Regions from separate parts of the Mus musculus genome. Here regions 2, 3, 4 and 5 are each linked to region 1. A link is a contact called in public ChIA-PET, HiChIP or PLAC-seq and Micro-C data. All regions are on one chromosome and are shown on one strand. The core of a region is the stretch at or near the end of the contact, and the rest is flanking DNA. Distances in the headings are between cores, read along the strand shown.

Region 1 (2,696 bases), core at 75-2,574:
ACAGGAACACCTTATCCTGGTGCCAAAAGATGGTTGAGCAATGATTTATGAGGGACAGCATTTAAGGTACTTATTTGATTAAAAAAAATTAACACACACACACACCATAGACCATGACCTCAAGAATAATCAGCCCTGATAAAGGAAGGGTCCTGACAGCTATATGTTTTTTTTTTTGTTAAAGATTAAGAATTCAAGTCCATTTGTCTATCTCCATTCATATGCGATGTTACCAAGGGGAAAAGACTACCTTTGTGGGATTCTAATACTTGCTTCTAAGTAACTGAAGCCATGTCAGCACCAGAACCCAGACCCCAACTTCCCAAATGATTGGGATTGAAGGGGATGCCTTTTTTGGTAGGGATGAGATCTGGTATGCCCACTGCCTCCCTTAGGAGAACCTTTCTTGGTTGAGCCAGAATGTTCTGTTCTACAGGAGTGAGGCTAGGGGTAATCTTGGGTTGAGCAATGACTGTATTGTTTAGAGAAATGACCAAAGACTGACCTACATATGGGTAGGACTAAGTAAGCATACATAGTCAATGGACTCAGGAACCCACCCATCACTGCCCCAACACCACCCTCACCCCCGACCCCTGACCCCTGACTCCCTGGCTGCCAGGGTGCCGATATGACTTAGAAATCCATGTGTTTTATAGAAGGAGATAGCAGTAATACTTCTTTGGTCGTAGGAGAGCCCTGAGCTTGTTTCTTCAGCTCGCTTTACCCACAAAGTTGTTTGTGGACTAGAACAGACTGCTTTCTGTGGGTTCTTCTCAGCAGTGGAATCCTGCCCCCCACAGCTGCTTAATTGGGCTCAGTCAGACTTTCTGGGTTAGCCATTACCCAGGGCTGCCCTCCTTGGTTACTACTGCCTTGGTTTTAGACAATCATTTGCCAAAGTACTGCTGTGTGATTTTTTGCTTCCTGAATTCCAAGCAATTGTGTTGTATTTTTCCTTCTGTATTCTGGGAAACGGTAAACAATTAGACACCAATGGTTATGTTTAATAAAGCAAAGAATCTGTTCAGAAAAGAGTTGAGCCTACCAACTTCTCTACCGAGGGCCTGGGCTTGGGATTTCCTGCTCTCTTGTTAATGAGCCTTCATTTCTGGTGTCTCAAGAAGCTCTAGATAGAGACAATAAAATAGATACCAATAACCATGGCTCTAAAACATTATATTATGTGTTTTTTGAAGCACAATCTCTAGTATTGGAAGGAAGGGAGGCTGTGACAAAACAGAAGTGTGACGATGTGCTGACTGTCAGCAGGCTAGTTACTACAAAGCAGCATCCGGCCTGCACCAGCCCCATTAGAGCAACTGTCTGCTGTGGGTTTCCTTCACCCAGCATCCAGGAACATGCTGTGATAGTTCCTGGAGCTACTTCCTCTTTCTAAAGACTTTCAGTTAAAAGAGACTAAGTGGGCGTGTGTGTGTGTGTGTGTGTGTGTGTGTGTGTGTGTTGGTGTCATTGAAAGTTATACTGAGTTCTTTGCAAAGGCTCGTGGCGTTAACAGGCTGGAAATTGGATGCAGGGAGGGAAGGTTCTAGCTAAAGTGATTTCTTGCCACATCTGTTAGTGCTAGGGCTTTATTCCATAAAACAGGGATGTGAAAGTAAGGAAAGGACAGGACGTCAGAGTGTGCTGAGGTGGTGAGAGGAATGGTGTGGGCAACTGCATGGCACAGACAAATCAGAAAACCTGCTGACTTTGTGCCTTAGTTAACACTTCTGTTTTCTCTGTTGTCGCTACCAATTTCTGTGGTTAAAGACTCCATGTGGAGGATGGTGGCTCAGAGAATCAGAGCCCGGTTGAAGCGTTGGTTTCCACCTCTTTGGCCCCTTATGGCTAAGACTTTTTCCTGGATGTGATTTGCAAGGTTGAGGCTCATGAGAGGGCTTCCTTTGCTGTGGAAGGATTTGTGTGCAGCCACGGGCTTCACAGCCCTACAGTTATGCCATGTGCTTGAACGTCTTCTCTGAAAGTGAAACTTATTTAAAGGGAAAGCCATTTTCCACTAAAGTTGGAACAGCATGTAACCTGTGACTCTCGCTGTTGGTTGTGGGAACTGTGATGATATTATGTGCTTCTCGGCTGGTGCAGGAAGACATAAGCCTTCGGGATGGGAGCTTCCAGTTCTCCCCCATGGCTCTGTATGACTTTAATGACTTTAATTTCTTTAAATTTTTTTTCAAAAAGGAGTCTCTTATTGTATGACTTGCTAAAGCATAATTCAGATTATTATAGTAAATGCCTTAGCTGATCAGAAATGTCTCCCTTTGTATTATATTAAAAATGAGATTGTAGTTAAATTGCTTTATCCTAAAGGGTCTTTTTCTGGAAGTGAAACCTGTTCTCAGTTAGATCCTGTCTGCGGAGGGTGTGTCAATACTGTTGATGAAAACAAGCATTCTAGAAGATTTTTCCTTGTGTTGTAGTAGTTGGATTAATTTTTATTTTATTTTATTTTATTTTATTTTATTTTATTTTTTGGTGCAGTAATTGACTATGAATGGGGAAAAAAATCTCAGGGCCTTGCCTGTATAGGCAAGAACTTTACCATGGAGCCTATCTTTATGAAAGATTCAGAAATTAGCTTATGAGCCTCCTAAAAGAGATTTTTAAATGACTAAGAAAGTCTTGCAAAGTATGTAAGAGTCATGGGGGAACACACCTTCAGAGTGGACTGCAGT
Region 2 (2,696 bases), core at 103-2,602, 230 kb before region 1:
ACCAGGAGGCAAAACCTGCTACAATGGTCTTTATTCTGTGATAAACTTTCTCTTTGCTCAGTGGCTAGTCCAAAAGAAAGGTGTCAGATGACTTGAGGTCTGAGATAGCTAGCCTTGTCTAGAAGTTTTATCCACAGCAATATAAACAAAACAAGACATACCTAATACACAATAACAAAACCCTAAAACAAAAGACTGGCTTTCCTTAGATTCTGTGGCCATTCCTGCTGCTGCTGTCCCCTGTGACTTGGAAGCAGATTTCCTATTCCATTGTTCTTCTATTCTCCCTCTTCTTGGTGGCTACCTGTTGCAGTGCGGCTTAACTGCTCTACACCGTGCCCGAGACTCTTTCCCTGAGCCTAACCATCCGGCTTCTCACCATTCAGCTCATTCTCCTTTCTAGCTTACACCAGCCATTTGGGCTGATGAAATCTTTAGCTTTTCCCAGCCAGACTCTGTGCAGCTAGCTAAAATGACCTTGAACCTATCATCCTGCTTCTACTTCCTGAAAGTGGGGATTGCAGGCCCGAGCTAACTTGGCTTGGCTTCTGTGGTGTTGGGGATGGAAGGCAAGGCTTTGTGCGTGCCAGGGAAGCTCTTTACTACCTGAGATCCATCCAATCCTGCTTCTCTGATCCAATTTTAAAACCTGTCACTTCACCACTGCTAACTCTGGAGGCAGCACATTCCTTTTATGGTGATTTAGAAAACTAGATGTAATTGCTTCATAATGATTTTCTTCCTAGACTTCCTGTTCAGCTCAAAATTTTGTTATCCTCAGGTGTTCACAGCAAGTTGCTAAGGAAAACGCAAAATCTGCCACTAACACAAATAGCCTCTCACAGGAATTTTGGAGTTGATTTTGTTTTAGATAATCTGTCATTAATTGTGTCTCCCCCTCACCACTCCCTCCCACTCTCCCCCCCCCCCATTTCAAGGGTAAACAAGAATTCACTGAGAAATCAGGTGATTAAACTCCAGGTGGGCACTCCTCACAGCTGGGGTGAGTAGCTATTATAATAAGTCACAGAGCTTCAAATGAAAAGCCCTTAAAAACTCTTTAAATAATAAAGCATTTAAGAGTTTGTTGGAATTAAGAAAAAAAAATACATGAAAATACTTCATCAGAAGGAATGAAAAGTTGTTGCCCTCACTGCCTTTCAACATACAGTCAACGATGAGCCCACCACGCTCCAACAGAGAGTACGCTCCAACAGAGAGTACCAAACTCTCGGTCACACAGACAACCGTGCTTTAAAAATCCCTGAACGAAACAAAGGGGCCTGGACATAGGAAAGTGACTTGTTGCAGAGCTGCAGAGCCGGGTGGGGACTGTACAGGAAGGAAGGCGGTAAGGGGGAGGGAGGGTTGAGAGTCATCAAAATGTGTTGTATGTGGGTATGGAACTGTTGAAAAGCAAATTTAGCCAATAAAAAACAAGAGTACACACAAAAATAAAAAGTATTTTCATCATCATGAGAAAAAGTGCAAAGAATTAATTATCCTTGTAAAATTGGAAAATGTTTCATTCGCTAACAATAAAAAATGGCTTTTGCTGGCATTGTTTTTGTTTTAGGAGTAAAAAAAATAATGTAATCCTTATAGAGTCTTACAGGCAAGTAAACTTGTGAGACTTAATTGGACACGAAGTAAATGTGAAAGCTAAATGTGGTTTGGACAGTGCTACACACGCACAACTCTCCTGGTGTAATTTGCATGAAAAGGAAATCAAAGAGCGAGAACTCTCAGGCTGATCGGCTGTGAAGGACTTAATTCAAAACAGTTTTCTGCTTGAAAAAAAGTGATTTATTTTAAATGTACTTTTGAAAAACAAAAGCCTTACTGGTAACCACCATTTTAGGTGTATTATCTCAATGTGGGATTTCAGTAAAAGGTCAAATCTTATAGAAGTATTTTTGGTCTGACTCAGTCCTGATCACAGATAAATTTTATCAAGAAAATGAAACGAGTTGAGCATTTTAAAACCCGGAGAGAGAGCTTGTTTAAAGAGGCAGCACTTCCCCCTCCCTGCCCCCGCCACAATAAAGACTCTAAGGAGAGAACTTTGGTTGAGAAAAATCTAAAATGAACACATTTAGATGCTCCTGTGCAAGTTTTCTGCACACAGGTTAGAATGGTAGTCGGGCTGCTTTGGAGCAAACAAGGCACAGTTGCTGTTTTGTTTTGTTTCAGTTCAATAGGCAAATTGAACTTCCTGCTTTATAACTGCCCTTGATTAAAGTGCTCTATTTTATCCCAGAAGTGCAAGTGGGGAGCTTTAACTTCAGTTTAAACCTTGTTTAACAGTCCCCAGCCCACTTCCCGAGGAACTCCCTGTGGACCATTCTCATTTTTTTTTTTCCAGGATCTAGTATGACTTCTGTATTTGTCATTGGCTAGGGAGCATTCCCAAGCCTGGCCTTGCTGGCAGCTCCCTGGGCTGATGTCCTGACTCACTGTGGGAGAAGACTCTGTCATCCTTGCCAAAAAGGAAGCCCTGACCTGACCAGCCCCTTACTCATTAACCTCAGCTAGTCCAGAGGTTGGAATGAGGGAGCGAAGGAAGCTACCGTAGATCTGTGGATTAAACTGTGCACCAAGGAAAGAGCAAGCAAGCCTCAAGTCCTTGAAAAGGCCCGCTTGCAGGGAGTTGGCGGTGGGGTCGGGGTGGGGTAGTGCAAAGCAGCCTAACTCAG
Region 3 (2,696 bases), core at 62-2,561, 190 kb after region 1:
TGAAAGTTTCCGTCTTCCCATCTCACCATCTTTAGTTGAGGTCTGGTCTGTTCCTTCCCCTCATGCCGGCAAAGTGGTTGCTGCACCCCCTCAACACATTATGCTCAGAAAGCAGGAAGAAAATAAAATGGGAACTAGGAAATGGCAGCAAATTGTTCCCAGAAACTCTGCGTATACATTGTTAACTATAACTTTGTCACATAGCCACATGGAATTGCAACATCAAACACCTCTTACACAGAAAGAGACGGGGTGGGGGTGGGGGTCGTAGAATTCATGCAGCATGAAGGTAGCTGAGATGCCTGTTTAAGGGAAGGGAGAGAATCAGCTGGGGGGGCGGGGGGGGAAGTGGGTGGTATGGAGGGGTGAGGGTGGTGAGGAGCGGGGAGGCTGGGTGGATTGGTAGTAGAATTCATGCGGCATGAAAGTAGATGAGATGCCTGTTTAAGGAAAGGGAGAGAATCAGCTGTGGGGGGGGGATTGGGGGGGTATGGAAGGGTGGGGGGGTCAGGTATGAACTAGAACAGCCCAATGACTCAGATGTGGAAGTGCTGGGGAGAAACCTGCTTCCTTGCATGCTGCCTTTCGAATTCACAAAACAAATACCAAAAATAAAAACAAGGTTTCATTGGTACGGATGAAAGGGAGAAGGACTGGTGTGGGCCACTGCTCACCCTCCAGCCAGAGATGGAACTGTCCCTGTGAGAAGTGTTCAGTCTGAAATGGCAAAGGCTCCACTTTAGAGCTTCAAGAGTCATGTTTCCAGCTTAGGGAAGTAGCCATGCCCAAAAGTCTGATGCAAATGTCTAGAAAGCCCCACGAGGTAAGGGAGATAGATCCTCCCTCCCAACAGCCTTTAAAGTCCTTGCTTCCAGCTGTCAGGAAGGCCTCGCTGCCAGCTTTGGTAGCTTCGTGATGGGAGACTTTTATTGTGCGCCTTGACACCCGTGAGGGACAGTTAAGTTTACACTTGGCTCTTTGCCTTGCCTAAACCAGTGTTTCTCAACAAGCCTGAGCGAGCTGGGAGATGTGGCAACCTTCCCGCTCCCACAGTAACACATAGAGAGCCCAGGGCATCTCTGGAGCAGATACTCTCCTTCCTCGGCCTCAGGATGTTTCCAGATGTCTCCCCACCATGATCCTGACACTCAGCCCTCTGATTAGGGGTCCTTTTGGCTTGACACCTCGAGCAGAAGGTTCAATATAGGAGAAAGGGTGACAGCAATGAACAGTCAAATGGAGTCGCTGCTCCTAGAACCACATAAGTTCCCCGTGTGACAAACTGTTTGGGGTTGTGTGAGCTGTTTCTGCATTGTGGTTAGAAGACTGAAGAGAGGGGAGGGAAAAAGGCTGTTTTATCAGCTTCAGGACAGTGAGTGTGGCTTATGCTGGGACCGTTTCTTTCCTTATACTCCTGGTCACCATCTCACCATCTAATTCAAACTCAAAGACAGATAGCCTGCTTACTGCTGGGCCCCACTTCCAGCTTGGGACAACATAGGGAGGACAGCCCACCCGAGGCAGAATGTACTACTGGAAGGGGCCTATACACAGATGTCCACCAGAGCATATGCTGGGAAAACATTCCTGGACTCATTACTCGGTGATTCCTTTTATAATGACTGTCCAGGAATTCTAACCAAGGTTCCAAGGAGGCAGCTGACCTTCTGTCGGAAGGTTAATAAATACTAGGATTGGGACAACAAGCAGCCATGTTCCTCAAAGTATCCTCATGGCTCTGAGAATGGAGGATAGGACCCCAGACTTTGCTTTCTAAGAGACCACTGTACAGTTCAGGTGGCCCTGAGGGGTTCCTTGTCTTTGTCACCATGAGCTGTTTATAGCCTAGAAAAGCCTAATGAAGTGTGTGTGTGCATGTACATGTGCGTGTGTGTTATGTTGTATGTGTGTGGGGGGGGGGGTTGGCTTTGGTGTGGTGACAAGAATCACCACATTGTGATCAAAAGCTCTGTAACAGTTATGCAGCTTGGGAAAGATTTTTATGCTTGATGTTTGATAGAGGCCAGAGAATTTACTAGAGAGCAAAGACTTCAGATGTTGATAAAGGATCTCAAGTATTGAAAGGGAAAAGAGGATGTATTCCTACCAGAACAAGAAGGGTGAGGGTACCCCCAGAAGTCTCAAGTATCCTTTCTTCCATTTTCTTCCTTTTGTGTGGCATCAACTGTCAAAGGCTAATAGACAGCTACCTCTGAAGATGAGGCTGCCTGCAGCCGTGTGTTGCTAAATGAGATAAAAGCCCCATGGCTTCTTCCAGTTCTGGGACTCCTTGGCCTGGTCTGGATGCCTGAGTGGTTCCACCACTCTGGGTGGCTGTAGATGGAGTCTTCTCTTTATCAAGTCCTCTGGAAGGAACAGACGCTTGTCACCAGAGTGTGAAGGCCTGAAGAGACATCCTCCTGTCACAGTGGTGGGAAGAGAAGCTGGCCCTGCTCTTTCATTCAGCTCTGGAGTCAGTGCAGACTCAGCAGGCTGGTGTGGCTACTAGGCAGGTTGGCTTCAAGACAAGCTCCCTAGCTCTCACCAGACTCTCAAGGCCTCTGACACACTGAAGATTCAGGAGGCCCCCGGGACGCTCCCAGGTGATTCTGGTAACCAGGATTTAGAACACTTTCTTAAGATTTACTTCAACCAGATCCCCAAGGAGTCACTGGGAAGAAGGGTTTTAATCTCCA
Region 4 (2,696 bases), core at 81-2,580, 180 kb before region 1:
ATGGGTGCGGTAGAGGCAGGCAGGTCACAGGAGTAACCAACTGCTTCGTGGTTGGACTTAAGGCCTGTTCCAAAGGGCAAAACACTTGCCTGGTTCTGTAAAGGAACCAATGGTTGGGTGAGTGAGTCACAGGCTTCAGGAGGTGAATCTGTTTACTATTGATCTGCTAAATGGACAGTATGGAGCTATTCTCTATATTTATATGTCTACATCTGTATATTAGTGGAGACCTCATTAGAGAAGTTGCTTTGCACAGTGGGCATGGTTAATGCAGAGAGTCACTACTGGTCCAGGTACAGAGAGTATCAGTGAGGTGCTCAGTCACAAATGGGACATCTACACTGTACCCTGTCTCCAAGACTCAGGGAGCATCACAGAAGAGGAAGTGGGAAGTCGTAAGAGCCAGGGGTTGGGAGACTAGAGCAGAGCAGCGTCTTCTGCACATGACAGGACCCTCAGTGATGCTGAGAAGAAGATGAGAAGTTTAGGTGAAAACGCATGTCTTAAGCTTTAAACCTTTCTATGGTGTATCTATTTACACATCAATCTTTTGCATGTATCATATCATATGAATGAGCATATATTATTCTACTGCAGTAGAAAAGTTGAATTTTTGATGGTTATCTGAAATATCATATTTATATCTAACTAAGAGTACATCAAGAGTTAAACACTGTAAGCCTGACTTAAAATAATTTTATGACAGTATTGTTGTTTATTATTATTAACCTTAGTAAATTGCCTAAAAATACCCATTGTTATTATCATAAGAACAATTTTCAAGTTCATGTCCGCTTCCTTTTCAAGATACAGTTAAGTTTATCATTCTAAATGCTCTAAAGTCATGCCAGGTGTGGTGATGCACACCTTTAGTCCTAGAACTCAAGAGTCAGAGGCAGAGGCAGGTGGATTTCTGTGAGTTCCAGGCCAGGCTGGTCTACAAATAAGTTTCAGGACACCCAGGGCTGTTACATAGCACAACCCTGTCTTGAACATTGCCCCCCTCCCCAAAATAAATAAAATGCTCTGAACACAAAGTGGCCTTAGCTTTGAGCAAAACCACAATCCTTCTGTAGGCAGCGGTCCTGTTAAATCCATTATGAGGAGTCCCAGTGAGAGCAGAGGAGAAATTTGTCCTTTCAGACTAAGAAAACAAAAGCGGGAGATGGAGGCTTGAGAACAGGAAAGCACCCCAATTCTCTGCAGCTGGGGGTTCCCATGTGTATTTCTGCTTCCTGTCTTGGGAGTCTGCCTTTTACAGCTCAGTGTTATACAGTGTGCATTTGTCACTGTCACCTCAGGTGCAAGCAGGATGGTAGGCTGTGGGGGGTGACTGCACGTTTCCTGAGAAGGCACCTTTTAAGGGTTTACTTCTGGAGCTGTAGGCAGCAGTAGAAAGAGCTTCCTGGAAGACAAGCTATAGCAGTATATGACTGCCCGCGAAGGAGCCTAATTTTACTAAACCACCCAGAAGAGGCCAATAAAGCTAAGTGTTCATTCACATCAACACTCTCAAATGTATAGCGGGTAAGACCTGCTTCGGGAGCCTTTGGTCTGTTGATTCTAACCTAACCTGGGGAGCAGTTAGAGAGGGTACCACAGGAACCACTTCACATTTTCTGTGAACTTGAACTTACCAGTGGAGAAGGAAGAAGTGATGTGGAAAGAAACTCAAGGTGTATGGTTCTTGAAGATGGAATGCTGGGGCAAGGCAGAGAAGAGAAACAAGACTGGGAGGTGTTTAGGAGCCTGCTTTACTCTGGGTGGAGTCATTGGCTTACTGCATCACAGGTCAGGGTTTCTCAGTTGGGTGCCCGAGCATCATGAGTGCTGCTAGCAGCCAGACCTCAGTTCCCCCAAGTGACACATCTTTCAACTTCAGCTGTGTGGTCGGGCTGCTCCCAGATTCCATGGAAATTCCTATTCTTTTCACACTTGAAAATTGTTTCCAAACAAGTGTTTCCTTTTAACATCCCCAAAGCAGGATGACTTTGTGAGTTTTGTGTTGCTTCCAACTCTGTCAGTGTTTGAGACCTCAAATCAGTCCCAATATCCCACCACTGGCTTTCCCCAAAGAGTCTCTGATGATGTATGCAGTCACTTTGGGTTCCGCCTGTTTATGGCCGTTACCGTGCCCTCACAGCCCTTTCCCATTTGCCATGGTCCAGGAAGCACCTTTGATTACCAGGGGTCTCAGCGGTTATTACTTTTGTTTCATCTTACGGAAAGGAGGTAGGAGCAGGGTAGCAACTGCGTATTGTTAGAGTTCTGAGGAAGCAAAGCCACGGGGCAAAAATCATCATATGGAGGCAGCTCAGCTCAGCGTAGTAGAAGCCAGTTCTTTAGAACAGCCCCTGACTGGTCTCTCCTGCTGCTGTTGGAGTCATGTGGACATACAGACATCAGTCTGTATGTTGTCATACACGCGCTTGAACAACAACGGCTGGACCATCTCCTTACATCTTCTCATGTGAATGCGCATGCCTGGTTCTCTAGGGCACGTCCTCTTGGAGACCGCTCCTCCCCACCCCATGGCACTGTGCCCAGCCCACTTTCCCTCTTGTCGGACTGTTACATCATCGCATCTTACTTGTCTGCCTAGCGCTTACTTCCCTCTTGTGTATTCATTAGCTGACTTGTTTATTGTGTCTTCACCAATCAGAATGTGGTTCTGTGAAGGAAGAGGCTCTGCCTTG
Region 5 (2,696 bases), core at 54-2,553, 130 kb before region 1:
AGAAGCAACTCTGTTTCTGGTAGGATTTCAGGTACCCCACCCTTTAACTAACTTTCTTTCTTTCTTTCTTTCTTTCTTTCTTTCTTTCTTTCTTTCTTTCTTTCCTTCCTTCCTTCCTTCCTTCCTTCCTTTCCTTCCTTCCTTCCTTCCTTCCTTCCTTTCTTTCTTTCTTTCTTTCTTTCTTTCTTTCTTTCTTTCTTTCTTTCTTTCTTTCTTTCTTTCTTTCTTTCTTTCTTTCCTCTCTTTCTCTTTTTCTCTTTCTTCTTTCCTTCCTTCCATCCTTCCTTTTTATTTTTTTCCTTCTGATGCCAAAAACAGAAAGAAAAATCAAGGTATTTATATTTTGTGACTGTAAACAGTAACAACCAAAGTTAAGTTTTACAGCGGTAAGGCTTCTTTTATTTATTTGAAAACCTGTACTGACCTCAGGACTGTTCCCCCACACCCCTCTGCCTCCCAGAGCAGAGTGGGCTTGTCTCCATCATGAGCACTCAGCTGGCTTCCCTGTTCCTTCCAGGTGGTGTTAAGGTCCAAGAAGTTTCCCTAGCCCTCCCCCAAGCAGGAAGAAGCAGTGTGTGTGTGTAAGAAAAAACATCAGCAAAGAAATATGGCTAATGTTACACAACCGAGCACAACCACTACAACAAAAAAAAAAAATCCCAGTGTGTGTTAAAGAGTCTGAGAAACACAACTGTGAAAAGAGGGAGGGGGCAGGGAGAACAGGAAGGATAAAAATACAGTTACAACAGGAAGGAAATGGAAAATAAATAAACGAAATTCCTTTACTCAGACCGAGCCTCTGGAGGGACCGTGCTAGAAGGCATGGGGGGGGGGTGGTAAGATTCATATAGGACTGTATAATTTATGGGGGGTTCCTCTCAAATCAATTGGAAAAAGACAGCCTACCAAATTCATGGGGGGCTCGTTTGGCTTTTCTTCTTCGTATGCAGCCAGGTTTTCTGGCTGTTTAGATTTATGACTTGTAGATTATTTATTTTGTTCCTGCTGAGGTAAATAGCTCCATGCCGGGGGCATTTATGATTATTGTGTAGAGGACCATAGATGATGAATTACTTCCTTTCATCTGTCTCTTGACCAAAAAAGAAAAAAAAAAGTCTGTTTTCCTAGCAATTGGACTTTTAATGTGTGATGGCTTACGCCACCCCCACCCCCCTTCTTGTAGTGTGATTGCAGGTGTAGCACAGATGGTTCCCATTCGTGGAGGTTTGGTGGCTTAGAGGTTAGACCTTGCCTGTCCACATGAGGCCTGAAAAGGGAAGTCACTGTATTTAACCAGATGGAGGAATTTGTGGCTGAGCTTTAAGCCAGCCACACCTGCCATGTCAGTCTAGCCACTGGGAACTTGTAGACACACACTGCGTCGCAGAGGGCTTAAGCTTCTCTAATACCTTTCCTTTAAAGCCTCCGTGCACGTTTCTGATCTGTCTGAGAGGGAACATCTTCAACTCTGACTTAAAAATAATTTGACTTTTCTCCCCCAGCAGCCTGGGTAACATCCTGTGCTTAGCCGTTTGTAGACTCTGTGTAACACAACGCTGGCCCGCTTCTAAGAAAGATATGACTTCTTGTGCAGCTGTTTGGGCATTAGCACCATTTTCTGATTAGATTTGAGGTCTACTCCATGGGCGGGTAGTTTGCCTGGCATTCTAAACTTAGTCAAAAGCCTCTGGCTTGAGAGGGCATAGGCCACAGGGGAGAATCTACTCATGTTTTGCTAAATGAACACATTGGTCAAACTACCTTCTAAATACTTATCCTTCTCTCCACAGACTCATGCTGCTCTCAAGTTTGGGCCCACAAGAGGTTCTTTGTCTTTTTGTAGTGAGCTTGTCAATGGAGAGACTTATATTTGGTCAAAGTGCAGCGATCCAAGCAACCATTGAGTGCTCAGATTTAAGTGGACATTCATGTCACCCTCTCCAAGGCCCAGGTGACGTTGTGGAATCAGGGATGAAAGACTGCATTAGTGAGGGGCTGAGAAGGAGTGCTATGAACTACTAGACATGACACAGCTGCTGCAATCAAGAATACACAATAGCTTTGGCTGCCTGCCCACGATAGGGTCTTTCAACACCCCATCACGGGTAGCAAGGTGTCCATATGGCCTTGCCCCTTCCCAAGGAGCTATTAGTGATTAGTGGTTGCAGGGGAAAGAGTGTCATTTTTGTCAATGGTGTACCCACTGGTCAGTTGTCCTATGCCAGCACACAACACTATCCATGCTCGTAGAATCAACCCTAATTAAATCAGGGGGTCAAAAGAAAACATGAGAGCAGTAGGGGGCTACTTGGACTGAAGACAGGGCTTAGAGGGAGGGAGGGGGGGATGAGAGATAGCAATAGAGGGTAAATAATAATCACCATATGTATACATATGAAACTGTCAACAATAAATAAAGACTAAAGCAAGTAACTTCAAGTAAAGTTCAGGTAGCAGCTGGCTACTGAGCATGCTCAGGCGTGTCTTGTCTGAACTGTGATGTGTAGGAATACCTGTTGGGTTTTGGAGACTTAGCATAAAAAAATAAAGTAAACAGTGTTGTTAATAATGTGTATGCAGATTTATATGCTAAAATGTAATATTTTGGCTATAGTGGGATAAATAAAATATGTCATTTGAATTAGTTTCATCTGTGTTGTCTTTTTCTTTTTCAAATGCGGCTACGAGAAAACTTC

The links. Hi-C and Micro-C count contacts between places; a contact is called where the count stands out from the background. ChIA-PET counts read pairs in DNA pulled down with a chosen protein or histone mark. HiChIP or PLAC-seq counts read pairs in DNA pulled down with a chosen protein or histone mark.
Region 2: a contact with region 1 is called in an RNA polymerase II ChIA-PET map of memory CD8 T cells, with 46 read pairs. The contact joins two enhancer-like sites. A contact is called at or near these places in 1 of 484 Hi-C or Micro-C datasets (CD8 T cells) and 4 of 115 datasets of contacts at active chromatin or transcription factors (acute myeloid leukemia, embryonic stem cells, memory CD8 T cells and 1 more).
Region 3: a contact with region 1 is called in a Micro-C map of macrophages, with 2.8 times the contacts expected there. The contact joins two enhancer-like sites. A contact is called at or near these places in 2 of 484 Hi-C or Micro-C datasets (cerebral cortex and macrophages) and 1 of 115 datasets of contacts at active chromatin or transcription factors (neural progenitor cells).
Region 4: an RNA polymerase II ChIA-PET map of memory CD8 T cells shows a contact between it and region 1, with 8 read pairs. The contact joins two enhancer-like sites. A contact is called at or near these places in 3 of 484 Hi-C or Micro-C datasets (bone marrow-derived dendritic cells, liver and nephron progenitors), 3 of 115 datasets of contacts at active chromatin or transcription factors (embryonic stem cells, memory CD8 T cells and neural progenitor cells) and 1 of 9 other capture datasets (embryonic stem cells).
Region 5: an H3K27ac HiChIP or PLAC-seq map of microglia shows a contact between it and region 1, with 6 times the contacts expected there. The contact joins two enhancer-like sites. A contact is called at or near these places in 1 of 484 Hi-C or Micro-C datasets (nephron progenitors) and 1 of 115 datasets of contacts at active chromatin or transcription factors (microglia).

Annotation. Positions count from the first base shown.
Region 1 is chr14:61,969,942-61,972,637 of GRCm38.p6, forward strand. No RefSeq gene overlaps it. Among named protein-coding and RNA genes, the nearest start is that of Gm35307, 64 kb to the right of the region's middle. Within about 2 kb of position 1,325, at least 136 of the 459 cell types and tissues checked have an H3K27ac peak or open chromatin away from gene starts, as enhancers often do. A contact at or near this core is called in CD8 T cells, macrophages, memory CD8 T cells and 1 more, where this site is marked.
Region 2 is chr14:61,735,244-61,737,939 of GRCm38.p6, forward strand. No RefSeq gene overlaps it. Among named protein-coding and RNA genes, the nearest start is that of Gm46480, 30 kb to the left of the region's middle. Within about 2 kb of position 1,353, at least 136 of the 459 cell types and tissues checked have an H3K27ac peak or open chromatin away from gene starts, as enhancers often do. A contact at or near this core is called in CD8 T cells and memory CD8 T cells, where this site is marked.
Region 3 is chr14:62,162,305-62,165,000 of GRCm38.p6, forward strand. The region is part of intron 1 of Gm35419 (a long non-coding RNA gene); the gene reads right to left. Among named protein-coding and RNA genes, the nearest start is that of Gm35419, 7.4 kb to the right of the region's middle. Within about 2 kb of position 1,312, at least 32 of the 459 cell types and tissues checked have an H3K27ac peak or open chromatin away from gene starts, as enhancers often do. A contact at or near this core is called in macrophages, where this site is marked.
Region 4 is chr14:61,786,636-61,789,331 of GRCm38.p6, forward strand. No RefSeq gene overlaps it. Among named protein-coding and RNA genes, the nearest start is that of Gm35247, 30 kb to the right of the region's middle. Within about 2 kb of position 1,331, at least 31 of the 459 cell types and tissues checked have an H3K27ac peak or open chromatin away from gene starts, as enhancers often do. A contact at or near this core is called in memory CD8 T cells, where this site is marked.
Region 5 is chr14:61,835,143-61,837,838 of GRCm38.p6, forward strand. No RefSeq gene overlaps it. Among named protein-coding and RNA genes, the nearest start is that of Gm41171, 10 kb to the right of the region's middle. Within about 2 kb of position 1,304, at least 46 of the 459 cell types and tissues checked have an H3K27ac peak or open chromatin away from gene starts, as enhancers often do. A contact at or near this core is called in microglia, where this site is marked.